Linked DNA regions of Bactrocera dorsalis: region 1 is linked to region 2. Evidence: chromatin contacts called from public Hi-C data. All regions are on one chromosome and are shown on one strand. Each heading gives the region's core, a stretch centred on a gene start, on an enhancer-like site or on the middle of the called end of the contact. The rest is flanking DNA. Distances are from core to core; before and after follow the strand shown. Region 1 overlaps LOC105232123. Region 2 holds the start of LOC105232123.

Region 1 (6,119 bases), core at 284-2,783, 46 kb before region 2:
ATTTCATTGTTGTTGTATTGTCTTTTTGTAGACAGAAATTCTAAGTTTGGTACCTGATGGGTTCCAAAAGTTCTACATCGTTATTGTAATAGATCTGGGCACTCGCAGAGGAACTGTAGAATCTTTTCCTTACTCCCATTGAGTACGGGCAGCAACTTTGCTAGTTATTGAATTTTTTCAAAATATTTCAAGTTTTTTGTAAAAGCAAAGTCTTAAGTATGAAAAATATACAAATTTTAATAACCCCAAAAACGCGTTAGTGGGTGTTAACAGTTATAAATTATAACTTTAGGTCATAAAAATAGTTATGGGGTGGGGTCATGAATTATTTCTTTTATGAGCATGTACGCTAAGCGTGTCAACCTCTGCTACCCACACGTGCCTCAAATTTATTGTTTTATTTTTCAAAATTTCAAATCGGTCACTGGAAAAATTTATTGCGGCAGTAATATTGAAATTGGGCATAAATATTTAAAGAAATTGACGGCACATAAGCAGCCAGAATGCAATAAAAGTCGGTAATAATATAAAATAATGAAGAATATAGGAAAATATGCTAAAGCAGTGAAAGCACAGTTATTTCTTTTTTATTTTTACTATTTAAAATTCTTTTTTGGGTAATTTTGTGTTTTATTTTTGTTTTTTTTTAATATAATTTATTATTTTTTAATTTTTTTAAATTTTTTTTAATACAATTTTTTATTTTTTTTTAATATAATTTTTTATTTTTTTTTAATTTTTTTTTTTATTTTTTTAAATATAATTTTTTATTTTTTTATTTGTTTTTAATTTTTTTTAATATAATTTTCGGTAATAATATAATTTTCGGATAAGAATGAAGTAAATATGAAAAATATGCCGGAAAGCAGTTAATTTAAATTTTTTTTTATTTAATTTTTATTTTTTTTTAATTTTTTTTTTTATTTTTTTTTATATTTTTTTTATTTTTTTTTATTTATTTTTTATTTTTTTTTATTTTTTTTTTATTTTTATTTTTTTTATTTTCTTTGTTTAATTTTTTGTTTAATTTTTTGAAATATAATTTTTTATTTTATTATATTTTTTTTTATTGTTTTTTTTTTGTTTAATTTTCCAACGTCCATCGGTAATTCTTACGCTCCTTTTATTTATTCACGCACATAAATATTAAATATGCTTGTGCTCACCTTTAACCCACCACTGACGCACATTATACACGCACACACACATGTATGCATGGCACACACAAGACATAAATGCCCAACAAATCTACACAACTTCCTTTTCAACTATTTCCGTATGCAGCAAATCTTTGACGCTGCCACACCTGGCACGCACGTGACCTCAAAGTGTAAGGAAAACAAGCGGAAGAATTAAATATAGCAGCCGGCAGCAGGCAGCAGAGTGGGGAAAAGTCAAGCGTACAATAAAATCTATGCTAAAAATATATGTGGACACAAATAGGAAAGTGTGGATGGCAAATGTGTAGGTAGCGCATAGCGCGTACACTGTAGAGTGCAGCTGGCGCAAGCATAGCGTTGCCAACTGCATGCAAATGCCATACACACATACATACATTGTTGCTGGCAGTCAAGGTAGGCAGGCAGTGTGTTGAAATTTGTACGGAAATTTCTTCATGCGCATTTTCTTAGCTGCTAGCCGCGTCCGGCTTCTTATTGCATGCCATATATACTGCTAATACAAACATACTTACATACATATAAATATATATTATGTTTGTAAGCCCATATTTGCCACTATAAATACGAATATATGCAAATCACGTGACAATTGTACTTTAATACTAAATTCAAATTGAGTTTCAATTACACGTAAATTCGCTTTTCTTATGGCCTCACCGCTCGCCCGACGCCTTACACTTCACTGCACTTCTAAATAGTTACATAAATGCATGGACATTCGGTAGGGTTTCCTTTTTGTGTCGCACGTACGGGCTTTTTGCTCATAAAGGCGTGTTCATAAAAAAATCACTAATTTATGCATTGAAATGTGCAATGGAGCGGAAGTAATTTTCCGCATTTTTCTTTGTAAATTTAACCAAGGACTCAAAGTGTGCGATTGTTGGTGTTTTATATGCACAATTTCTTCAAAAAGTAAGAGATACTTAAGCGAAAATTTGTCTAAAAATCCATAAAGCTATATATTTTATTATAATTGTAGAAGAAAGTAGACCTTCAGTAGTGTAAACGAAGCATTATGCTGTTTTCATATCAAATTAAGGCGAGTTCACAGCGTTGACTTTGATAAAAGTCTATTTATTCAAGCCAAGAAGTGTCAGAAGTTTGAGCTAATTATTTTTCCTTTTCTTATTTTTATTTTTTTTTAATTTGTCCATTTTATTTTTTGTATTTAACGCCAATTAACCATATCCCAGCTTAAAGATAAATAAAAATATTATTAGGATTAACTCAAGTAGTTTCCCTACAAAAAATGCAACCATGAATTTTAAATCTTCACAGCATCATTGCATTATCCAGCCTATTGCAGTGCAGCAACTTCCGCAGAATTCGCACAACCTACGCACGAAGTGCAGCAGGAAGTGAGCGCCTTTAGTCAAATAAGATTCGATTTTGCCGCACATTTGCCGACGTTGTCTTGATTAATGAAATTACTCTTTTTTTTTATTTTTTTATTATTTGTTGGTTGTTATTTGTTATTGTGTCTTGGCCTGTGGGCAGTATAAGCGTAGCTGCCTCAACCAGTAACACATTTTTAAGCAAATAAGCAGACGGCGAAGTGGCGAACCAGTGTTGCCCACGCGTATTGAAATGTGAAGCCAAAAAATAAGTAAAAACTCTGGCCGAAAATTCAGCAAATTTAGACATGACAGCAAAAGTTGAGCGCCACTAGCAATTTTAATTTTAAATGCAAATTTTATTGGGTTAAAAACCATATATGGCGGGATAAAATTTTGCAAATTTTCTTGCTTATATTTTTTGCGATTGTCATCGGGTAAAGATTTAAAATTTTAAATACTATATTTAAGCTGAAATCACTTGAAGTATATACTTGCTAAATTTGGAAATTGTGACACCACAAGTCTACGCTAAAAGTATCGCTAAATAATAATAAAACTTGGTTAATAACTTGGCAAATATTAGACAGCGTTGGACTTAAAAAATCAGCTTTGCTACCATTTTTGTAAATTAAAACTTGATACTTAATGAGCTAACACAAAGAACAGGCGGCTCATTTTAAGCTGAAGAAAGGCTTTCTCTTTTCTGACACATTTTAAGTTAATACTAATAAGCCAAATGCTATGAAATAACTTTTGAACTTGTGGAACACCACTTCTTTGATACGAAGTATTAATATTTTTGATTTTTTTCATACTTGTTAGGCATAAAGTAACCTTATAAGATTGGTTAAGTCTTAAAAAGTGTTCGACTTATTGAAGACGATTTGACTGGAAGTAATTTGACATTAAAATAGATGTCAGAATCGGTAGTTGAATAGCTTTGTTGGAAGCAAAAATCAAAATCGGAAGTTTTTTTTATTAGAAGGAAACACCTTTTTAGTTTAGACTCATTTTAAGTCAGCTTTATTGAGTAAAACTAGCTAAAAGCGAAAAAGAGGTTTTGAACTTGTGGAACACCATTTATTAAATAAAGAATATAAATTTTCTTGACTATTTTGAATAGTTTGTGATCGTATCTTACTTTTATCAAGTCGTTAAAGTCTTAAAAACCTTGAACTCTTGGAAACTTCAGTGGTAATTTTTGTTTTTTGTTTTTTACTGAATTGTAGTAATTTGCTATTATTCCTGGATTATCTTAGAATTTTTGCCTTTTATTGATGTGAAGTAATTTGGTATTATTTTTGACGTTACATCGTTGTTAGAAGCTATAACCTGAACCTTAGCCTTTTTTTTCAGAGGCAAGTTAGGTCAGAAGTATTGAATATTAAGCTTAAAGAAGTCTTGAACTTTTTGTAAAATTAAGAATATGAATTTTCTTGCCTATTTTAAATATTTTATGGCCTATATGACCTTCAATAGATTGATTAAGCCGTTAAAAATCATGAACTTGTGGAACACCATATATTAAATACTGACCTTTGATTAATTTACTGAATTGAAGTAATTTGATATTATTCCCGACGTTATATCGAGAGTTGAAAAACGCTGTCAGAAGCAAATACCTAAATCTGAAGCTTACTTTAAGTAAAAAAAAGTATTTTCTTACTGTGGACTCAGCTTTTATTAGCAGTATTAGATTAAATGTGGTGAAAACAAGTTGTGAACTTGTGGAACACCACTTATAAAATGAAGGTCATTTATTTTTGACCTATTTATGTAGTCAGATATTAACTTTAGCAGATAGATCAAGTCATAAAAAGTATTGAACTTGTGGAACACCACTTATTTAATACTTTAAATTTTAAATTTTTCGTATTGAAATAATTTGTTATTATTTTTGACGTGAAATCGAGCGCTGAAAAACTCTTTTATATTATCTTATGACGTTTTTGGTCTTGATTATTCAATAAAAATATTCTAAATTAAATAGGAGCATCTACTTAGTCACATGGGTTCCATTTATGTATATTTTACGCCGATTAAGGCTTCATTGCTCGCTTTAATTACTGCAACTATGCAAAAATCTCTCAATATTTAAAGGAGATATAATATTTATCCCAGTTGATTTCACAAATTGTAATGCAACTAAAAGCACTGTAGTGACACGCCAACAACAACTATAAAATTGTCATATTTATGCATAGTCAACGAGGTATTTGTGTGTGTTTCTTAGTTTTTGGGCATTTCCGCCCATGGCGCATCTGCTCAATACTAATCTGTTAGTTTTATTATTGGGATTTTAGTTTATATGCTTGTTATTGTTGTTGTCATATGCTTGTTATCACTGCTTATTTTATACCATTCACTGTATTTATTATTGCTACACATTTGCAGGCATTGTTATTGTTATTGCAGACAATACACGCATATATGCATACAATGTTGCATGCAACACGGGCCAACCAACAAGTCAGGCCAAGTCAAGTCAAGCCCTCTAAGCCGGCATAGTGCAGAAAATTTGTTGTTGTTTTTGTTGTTGCTGCTTTTGCATGAGACACAGGCGGCATAGGCGATAGCATATGGCGAAATGTTTATTGTTTCTAACGAAAAGTGTATGTATGTATGCATGTGTATAGCAGTAGATGCGCCAGTGCGACGCCATGCAGCAGTGGCAATAACAAAAGAGTGGACTGGAAGTGTAGCATGAGTCAGAGTGCCAATGATATGCGCTTGTGTGTGCTTATGGGTGTATATGAGAGTCTATATATATTTATGCCTTAATATATGCTTACGTATATATATGTATGTTTAAGAGCTAGGTAGCAGCGACTGACGCAGTCAAAGTAAGGCACACACATTCACATACAGCAATACGCATGGGCAGACATACAATGCCGGCAATTAAAATTATGTTTTCATAAACGAAGTTGCAGAACGGGAGATTTTGCCCAACACCGAATGCATTTACGCACGCATACATATATGTGTGTGTGTAATTTTATGCTTTAAAAATTCCAGAATTGCAGCAAGCTGCATGCCACATGCCAACAAGCCATGCAGATGGCACATAGAGGCACACAGAAATGCATACAAACACACGTACAGTTATATAGTATATATTCATATGTATATGTAGTTACCCTTTGCTGTTCGGCTGCGCTCACTCGGCAGATTCCCTAAATTCTCCCACAACAATAATCGTTATGTTTGCATTATTTCCTTTTTATTTGCTTGCTTTTGTTGTTGTTACTGTAATATAAATAGTTTCTGCCTGATTTAAGGGGGTTGCCACAGCATAAAAATCCAACAAAAAACAACACACTGCTCGTTATTGCCCGCATAAAGGCTCGCAGTCGCTGCTTAGGTTGAGAATTAAACATTTTTGCTGGAAATTTTCGATTGGAAATACCGTATGAGGGCAAATTTATGCAGCTTACGCGTTCGACTGGCACTCACACTCAGGCGCTAATGAGATTACACATTTGCTTTGTTTGGTTGCTATCGATGGGATTTGCGTGTGTAAGCAAATAATAGCAATGTAGTGTAACTTGGAATTTATGGCTTTTCCGTTTAAAAACGATTTTTGCGAAAATAGGGTTTT
Region 2 (6,866 bases), core at 3,089-5,588:
CATCCCAGTAAATGTTAAAAAAAAATTGTTAAAAATATTTTATTAAAAAAAAATTTCAAGACCGGAAAAGTAATAAAAAAAAGTTATAGAAATATATTTTAAACTGAAATCGCTAAAAAAAATATTTAAAAAAAGATTTTTTTCTCAACACAATTAATATTGAGAAAAAAAATTGTTAAAAATAATTTAATAAAAAAAAATCTTCAAGAGCGGAAAATGAATAACAAAAAATTATAAAAATATGTGTTAAACTGAAACCACTAAAAAAATATTAAAAATGTTAAAAAAATACTTTTTTTAACCCTATAAATATTTAAAATGCTATGAAAAATATATAAAAATAGTTCAAAAATATTTTTAAAACTATGTATGTAATAATTAATATCAGCAAATATAAATAAATAATGAAATGTGTGGTAATTAAAAAAAAAATACTTGATTGGATATTGTTTTTTATTCCTTAAGAAATAAATAAGTAAAAAAATAGTTTAAAAGTATTTGGAAAATTTTGCAAGCAAACAATAGTATTCTATTATATGTATGCATATAATTGCACAGTTTAGAATATACTTTACACAGTTACATATAGTATATACTATATTTAGATAGCAACTACATAGTACATATGTATGTATGCCCTTTTTCTATAAAACCCTATTTTAGTGTTTCAAAACTTAGGAAAAAAGCACTAATTATTTCATTAACATACAATTCTAGCTTCTTTACCACATTTTTCTGCATATTTCCCGGTGTATATGTGTGTGTTTATGTGACTTCCAAATATTTTTAACGTCTTTGCATAACGCTTTAAAGGCAGTTTTTAATACAATGCTACCATAAATGGCTGATCACCTAATGCTTAGTTGCTGAATGCCGCAATTGGCGTTCAAATATGCTGGCATACATACATAAGTACATAAAAACATATAAACATATATACATACATACATTTATATATACATTCATACATATATACCTAGAGTATATGGTATATATATTTATATACGACTTATAACTTACATACCATATTTACTAAAACATAAGACAGTTTTATGTTTGCTTTTATATACATCAAGTCGTTTTTATTGCTTTTTAAATCGCAACCTACGCAAATTAGGCGCCAAGTAAAATTTTAAAAATAAATAAAAAATATTTGAAGATATTTTAAGGCATCTGCTGCTTGCTCATATGATTGTAAAGCTATCGGTAGCGACCTAATGGGCGATATATCGAAGCTCCTGTAAGTCAGCTAATTATAGTTCGACTTTTTTTTGGCATTGAATGTTAATTAAAAAAAAAAGTTTTAGTGCTTTTTTGGTTTTGTTTAATTTAATTTTTTATTAAATAAAAGAAATATCGATGTATACTTTTTGATTTAAAATATAGCTTTATAAGTTTAACAAAAGTAATTTATTTGCTATTATAATGTTTTTAGTTTGACTTATTTTTTTATATTGTAAAACCTTAAAAAAGTATTTAAAACAAATGACATTTTTTATATTTGGCTTTTGAATATGTTTAAGTTTATTATTATCATTTTATTTAGTTTAAAACAGTTTCTATACATAATTTCAGTTTCAACTCCATTTTATATAAAACATTATTTAATAATTAAAAAAAATCGTAAAGAAAATTTCTTAAAAATTAAATAAAAAAATAATAATTAAAAAAAATAATAATTAAAAAAAATAATAATCCAAAAAAAAATATTAAAAAAATACAAAAAATAATATAAAAAAAAAAATTAAAAAAAAAAATAAAAAAAAAAATAAAAAAAAAAAATATTAAAAAAAAATTTGTTAAAATAGGAATTCGATTTTTTTTTTGAAATATTTTTTTTTTGTAATTTTTTTTTTTGTTAAATTTTTTTTGTAATAATTTTTTTTTAATTATAATTTTTTTAACTTAGCTTCCATTTATTAAAAGTTGTTGTTTCTTTAGATATAAGCTCATATATCGCTCTCATGCTCTGTGTAGCTTTATAATTTGTAACTTCCCTTGAATTTCATTTAATATCATCTCATTGTTTTACATTATCATTCTTGCTTATGTATGTATGTATGTGTGATTAATTTTTTTACTATAATTTGTTTTTTTTTTTGTTTTTTTACTATAAATCTTTATTTCAGTTGCTCATTACTCATTTATCATTTTAACTTACTCAAACAATGAACGATCAAGTTCGGTACCTGCATACTAAGTTATTTTCTACATATATTTTTTTTATTATCTTTTAGGTTTGCTCATAGTGAAAAAGTGAACTGTTTGCCGGCATAAATGTAGGAGCGTCGAGGCAAACCACTTGAACAACAATTGAAATACGATGAGTGCTTGCTTACATTTACATTTACGTCATACATACATACATATTGGAATATACAGGTGAGTAGATACATATATATGAATGTATTTTTTACATTTTATTAGATATACATAAGTGCTTTTGTATATACTATGGTATATGTATCTGTTTATAGATATACATTTATATAGCTAAGAGCTTCCAGTGCGTGTGCCACCAGTAGTCGGCGCTTTATATGCGAAGCTTCTTCGAAATCTGCTTAATTCTCTTCATAACGATCGCAATTGCGAACACTTGAGTAAACAAGTGCCGGCTTGCTTTGAAAGTAAACAAAAGCGTAAAGAAGTTTTTTGGCATACATATGTACATACAAAACTATATGTATATTATGACAAAAAAGTACCGGGAATTGTAATTTAATTTCCCCGGGTAAATGATATTTCACAAAATAAATATTGATGAATAATTAAATATTTTGCGTTTTATTTAAAATTTTCTTTTCTTTACAATTTCCGGGTACTTTTTTGTGACAATGTATATTTTTTACTTATATTTTTTTCGGATTTTGATAATGTTTTAAGTTTTTTTTTATTTTAATAATATATTGGGTAGTCGAAAAAGTCGTTTCGTATTTTGTCCATAAATGTTGTTGCAGTTGCATATCTTCAGTGCATATATTGTGTCATACCATATAGTATTGGAAAGGTGACATTTTAAGCTTTATTTAACTTTATTTGAGACTAAATTTTTTTTTTTTTAGATTTAAAATATTTTTACATTATTTTTCTATTTAAATTTTCAGTTTTTCATTTTTTTTAATTTTTTTTTTATAATTTTTTTTTTTATATTTTTTTTTTTAATTTTTTTATATAATTTTATTGTTTATGCATTTTATGCAATTAGCTAAGCTTATTTTAACGTATAAATTCTCATATAACAATTACATACACATACAGTGAAATCCCTCATAACCGGACACCTACCGTAGCAGCGTTTTTGCCCGCATATGGGAGCTGCCCACATATAAAGTTGATAATTCATTCATCATTATTCGTGAAATTTGTCCGGTTATGGGAGGTGTGCGTATGTAACGACTATCCGTATTGAGGAATTTCACTGTACATATAGTATTTTTGCATTTATTATTTTTGTTGTTTTTGTTATAATTATATGCTTTTTAAGCCAATTTTTTTATATTTTATCTTTTTTAAAAAATTATAGTTTATTTCATACATTTGTATGGATGTAGGAAAAATAATATAATTAAAAAGTTAGTATTTTTTTATTTTTTAATTTTTTTTTATGATTTATCCATTTTTTTTATAAAAATGGTACCCATTACCCATAATCCATCAATTTTTCTTGTGCTTTACCAAATTAATTCCAATTCATGCTGCAATCAACCACTGACAGTCGCACAACTGCATTCCTCTCTCTTCTCATACTACCCACACATCTTGTGCTTACACACGCACACTCACACAAATTGACTGCTGCAGCGCTGCTTTTACGCTGCCAGTTGGACAGCTGAAATGCACAAAGCAGCAAAAACAACAAACGCACCACACTTTTATAAACTATTTGTTATTATTATTGTTGTAGGAAACTTACACTATTTTCGCTGCTGCTTACACAGTTTTTACTATCACTAAAAGCATTCTCACATGATTTACTTTCATATAATAAAAATCGTTCGATTTCGTTAGAATAACTGCGTCGAGAGCTGCGACGCCAACGTTCTGTCGCACAAGCGTACGCTGCTGCTGCTTTTCGTCCACAGCCTTTGCCACACAAACTAGTTATTTGTTTTCCGAAAGCAAAAAACTTACACTTTGTTGCAAACACTGCTTTATTTAATGCTATTTTTCTGATATTTATCAACAAATATTTTTTATATTTGTCTGCAATATGCTTATTAGTAATGATTATTCTTCTTTTTCGCTGGCGCACTACGCTACGCGCTCACGCTCGTTTTACGTTCGTACACGACGGCGACCGCTTCGAAACTCTTTTGCTCAGCCAGCGATTGCCTGCATTTTTCCCACATTTGTATATCCCGACAGCATTTGCCGATAGTTTTCACTACTATTTGCGTACACAAACACAGGCACACGCATACATGTAGATTTGTATGTGCCCACCGCTGGCCGGGCACAACAGCAACACTGGAAAACTGGTTCCGCGTTTTTGTTTACACTGTGCGTGCGAACGAGATGGGCATTGTTCGATACAGCCAATGCGGCGAATATGCCTGGCAGCGAAAATGCAAAGCAGCGAGTATCGAATACTTTGTTTACTAGTTGCTTTGCCAGCTGTCATTTGCTGTTCGTTTATTTCCGGCAAGTCAGCTGTTTTGGCAAATTATTGTCGTTTTTAAGTTCAGTGTTAAGGTTGTAAAGTATTTATAGTTTTTGAAATGTGTCGGCTTCCACAAGAAAATATGTTTTCGTAAGTGTGAAGTGCTGTTATTTCAACGGCTTTGAAATCTCCATAAACTGCGTTAGCGCGCTTAGAAGCCAGTGCTGCTTTCTCAACACTTTACCACAAAAAGTGGTGACAGCTTTCCGCCGGAAATATAGTTAGTATGTCACATGCTCCGAAAGTGATGTCTATGAAAACCTGAAGCTCTAATATTAGGCTCCTTCTGTGTAGTATCGTTCATTACCATCCTTGTTAGATATGGTTCTATATATTACTGGCAGAGCATGCATGAACCGTGGAAGCACATCCAACAGGCATAACCAGCAAAGTCTTCATTCTCTGCTTGAAAAGCTCACAGACTTACTTTAAAGCTAGAAAGCTCCCGTGTTCAGGAAATAGAAGCTTTTAGAGCGAGACCGTGTGCTTGGTAATTGCGCTAAAAAAGCTTGAGTGTCTGTATATGCTGGCCACAAGCAAAGAAAAGACTGTTCTCGCGACTTTATAAACTTGGAAAGCCTTCAGCTCGGTCAATAGTTTTCGATTTAAGAGCTTGCGATATAAATTTGAGGCCCAGTTTCCTTATAAAATCAAGAATCGTGCTAGTTTTTGGAGAGTTCCCTGTTAGAATACGTGGATCTCAGAGCCTTGTTTCTGTATCTACAGATTGCTACACACTCTAGAGCAGATGTCCCAGAGTTTCACTCAATATCAACCTCCATATTATATATAGCTGCCTCTTCTGCCTGCAATGGCCGTTGTCTATTAAGACGAGGAGTCTAAATTTGTCTTTAGGAAGGTTTATTATTTGTTTGAACCACTTGAGGTTGTACCGTCCCAAAAGCAGTTTTGGCAATGTCTTTCTTCCTTTTCTCTTTCCGAAATTATTCTTTTTTTGTATGTGGACGCCACAGCACAGAAAGTTTCCGCCCCCATCGGGTTGGTAGCCACTCCAGAGCGAGCAAGTTCATCTACCTTCGTGTCCAGAACTCCAAATGAGACCGAATCAGTTACTGGTAGGCTTGCTAGCCTTAACCAATAGTGATTTCATCTCGTAGGTATCAGCCAAAGAACGTCTATCATGATATCTATGATAGACGTTCTCTGTATCAGCCTTCCATTAAAAATTGCAAATTTTAGTTCGTACTGTACATACTACGGGAAAATCTCTAGCAAAGACACACTCCTATTGAGCAATTCCACACACCGCTGCGAAAAATTGGCTACATTTTCCTTTTTCTCTTTGCTAATTGTATATGAGAAAAATGCAGCTACAACAAATCTTTAAAAAATATATATTTTTTTGGTTTATTTGTTTCTTCTAATTAAACTACACTTTAAATCTCATTTTCGTACAAATGTAAGGTTATAAATCTCATTAGACTCTCACGAACGTCCTTATATTTCGGGGAAGGCGCTGCCAATCAGATGCTTGCCGCGATAACGCCAAGTGTAGGTGACAATGCCGAAACGCTGGTTGCCTAGTGACACAGGACACGTGCGATCAGGGCGCAGCTGGAAGCATACCGTGTAGAGAGCCAGTTCCAATTCGGGTGAGGTGCCAGCAAAGACACCATTAACCGGTTTATTGACACCTTTATGACTGAAGCGTACTTTCAGGACCTTAGCTTTCTGTGGATTGAAAGGAAAAATAAATAAATATATGTCAAATTCGTTTTCGTTCGCACTCACATTGCCCAAATCGATTTGATGCAGATAACCCTTATAGTCGAGACGGCCTGCTTTCTCCTCGTCTGCGAAATACACCCAGTTGTGTAGACCAATCAGCGTGCCATTCTTTACTTCGTGCACGAAGACATGTTCAAAGCCCGAACTGCCGATGCGTCCTTGCCCACGTGAGTACTGTGTAAACCAGAGCTCTTTAACGAGATCGCGGTGGGTTTTAGGATCGGGTGTTACAATGCCTGCAAGTAAGCAGAACGTTAAGATAATGTGTGATATATGGTAAATAGGCGGCTTAGATTTTTTGACTTACCTTTGTTCTGCAAGAAGAGCATGGCCTGTCGCATGACCTGTGTGCCCATTACTGCATCGACGAACTCATTCTCTTCACGACGCTCATTGACGGTCACATGTTCATTGGCCAGAGTATCCTCTTCGTAGTTATCGAAAAGTGCACGCATTT

Evidence for each region. A called contact is a pair of places that touch in the nucleus more often than the background predicts.
Region 1: a Hi-C map of whole body shows a contact between it and region 2, with 2.3 times the contacts expected there. The contact joins the enhancer-like site here to the promoter of LOC105232123 in region 2. A contact is called at or near these places in 2 of 2 Hi-C or Micro-C datasets (both in whole body).

The regions. Positions count from the first base shown.
Region 1 is chr4:6,143,190-6,149,308 of ASM2337382v1, reverse strand. The region is part of intron 2 of LOC105232123; the gene reads right to left. The region is part of intron 2 of LOC109579954 (a long non-coding RNA gene); the gene reads left to right. Among protein-coding and RNA genes, the nearest start is that of LOC105232123, 44 kb to the right of the region's middle. Within about 2 kb of position 1,533, the one cell type or tissue checked has open chromatin away from gene starts, as enhancers often do.
Region 2 is chr4:6,099,257-6,106,122 of ASM2337382v1, reverse strand. It overlaps LOC105232123, which reads right to left and starts at 4,338. Exons shown (of 10, transcript XM_049454466.1): 1 at 4,132-4,338. It overlaps LOC109579954 (a long non-coding RNA gene), which reads left to right. Exons shown (of 4, transcript XR_002184042.3): 3 at 2,238-2,382. LOC105232120 (endoribonuclease CG2145) reads right to left here. Exons shown (of 5, transcript XM_011213728.4): 3 at 6,717-6,866; 4 at 6,413-6,645; 5 at 6,004-6,352. The coding sequence ends at 6,119.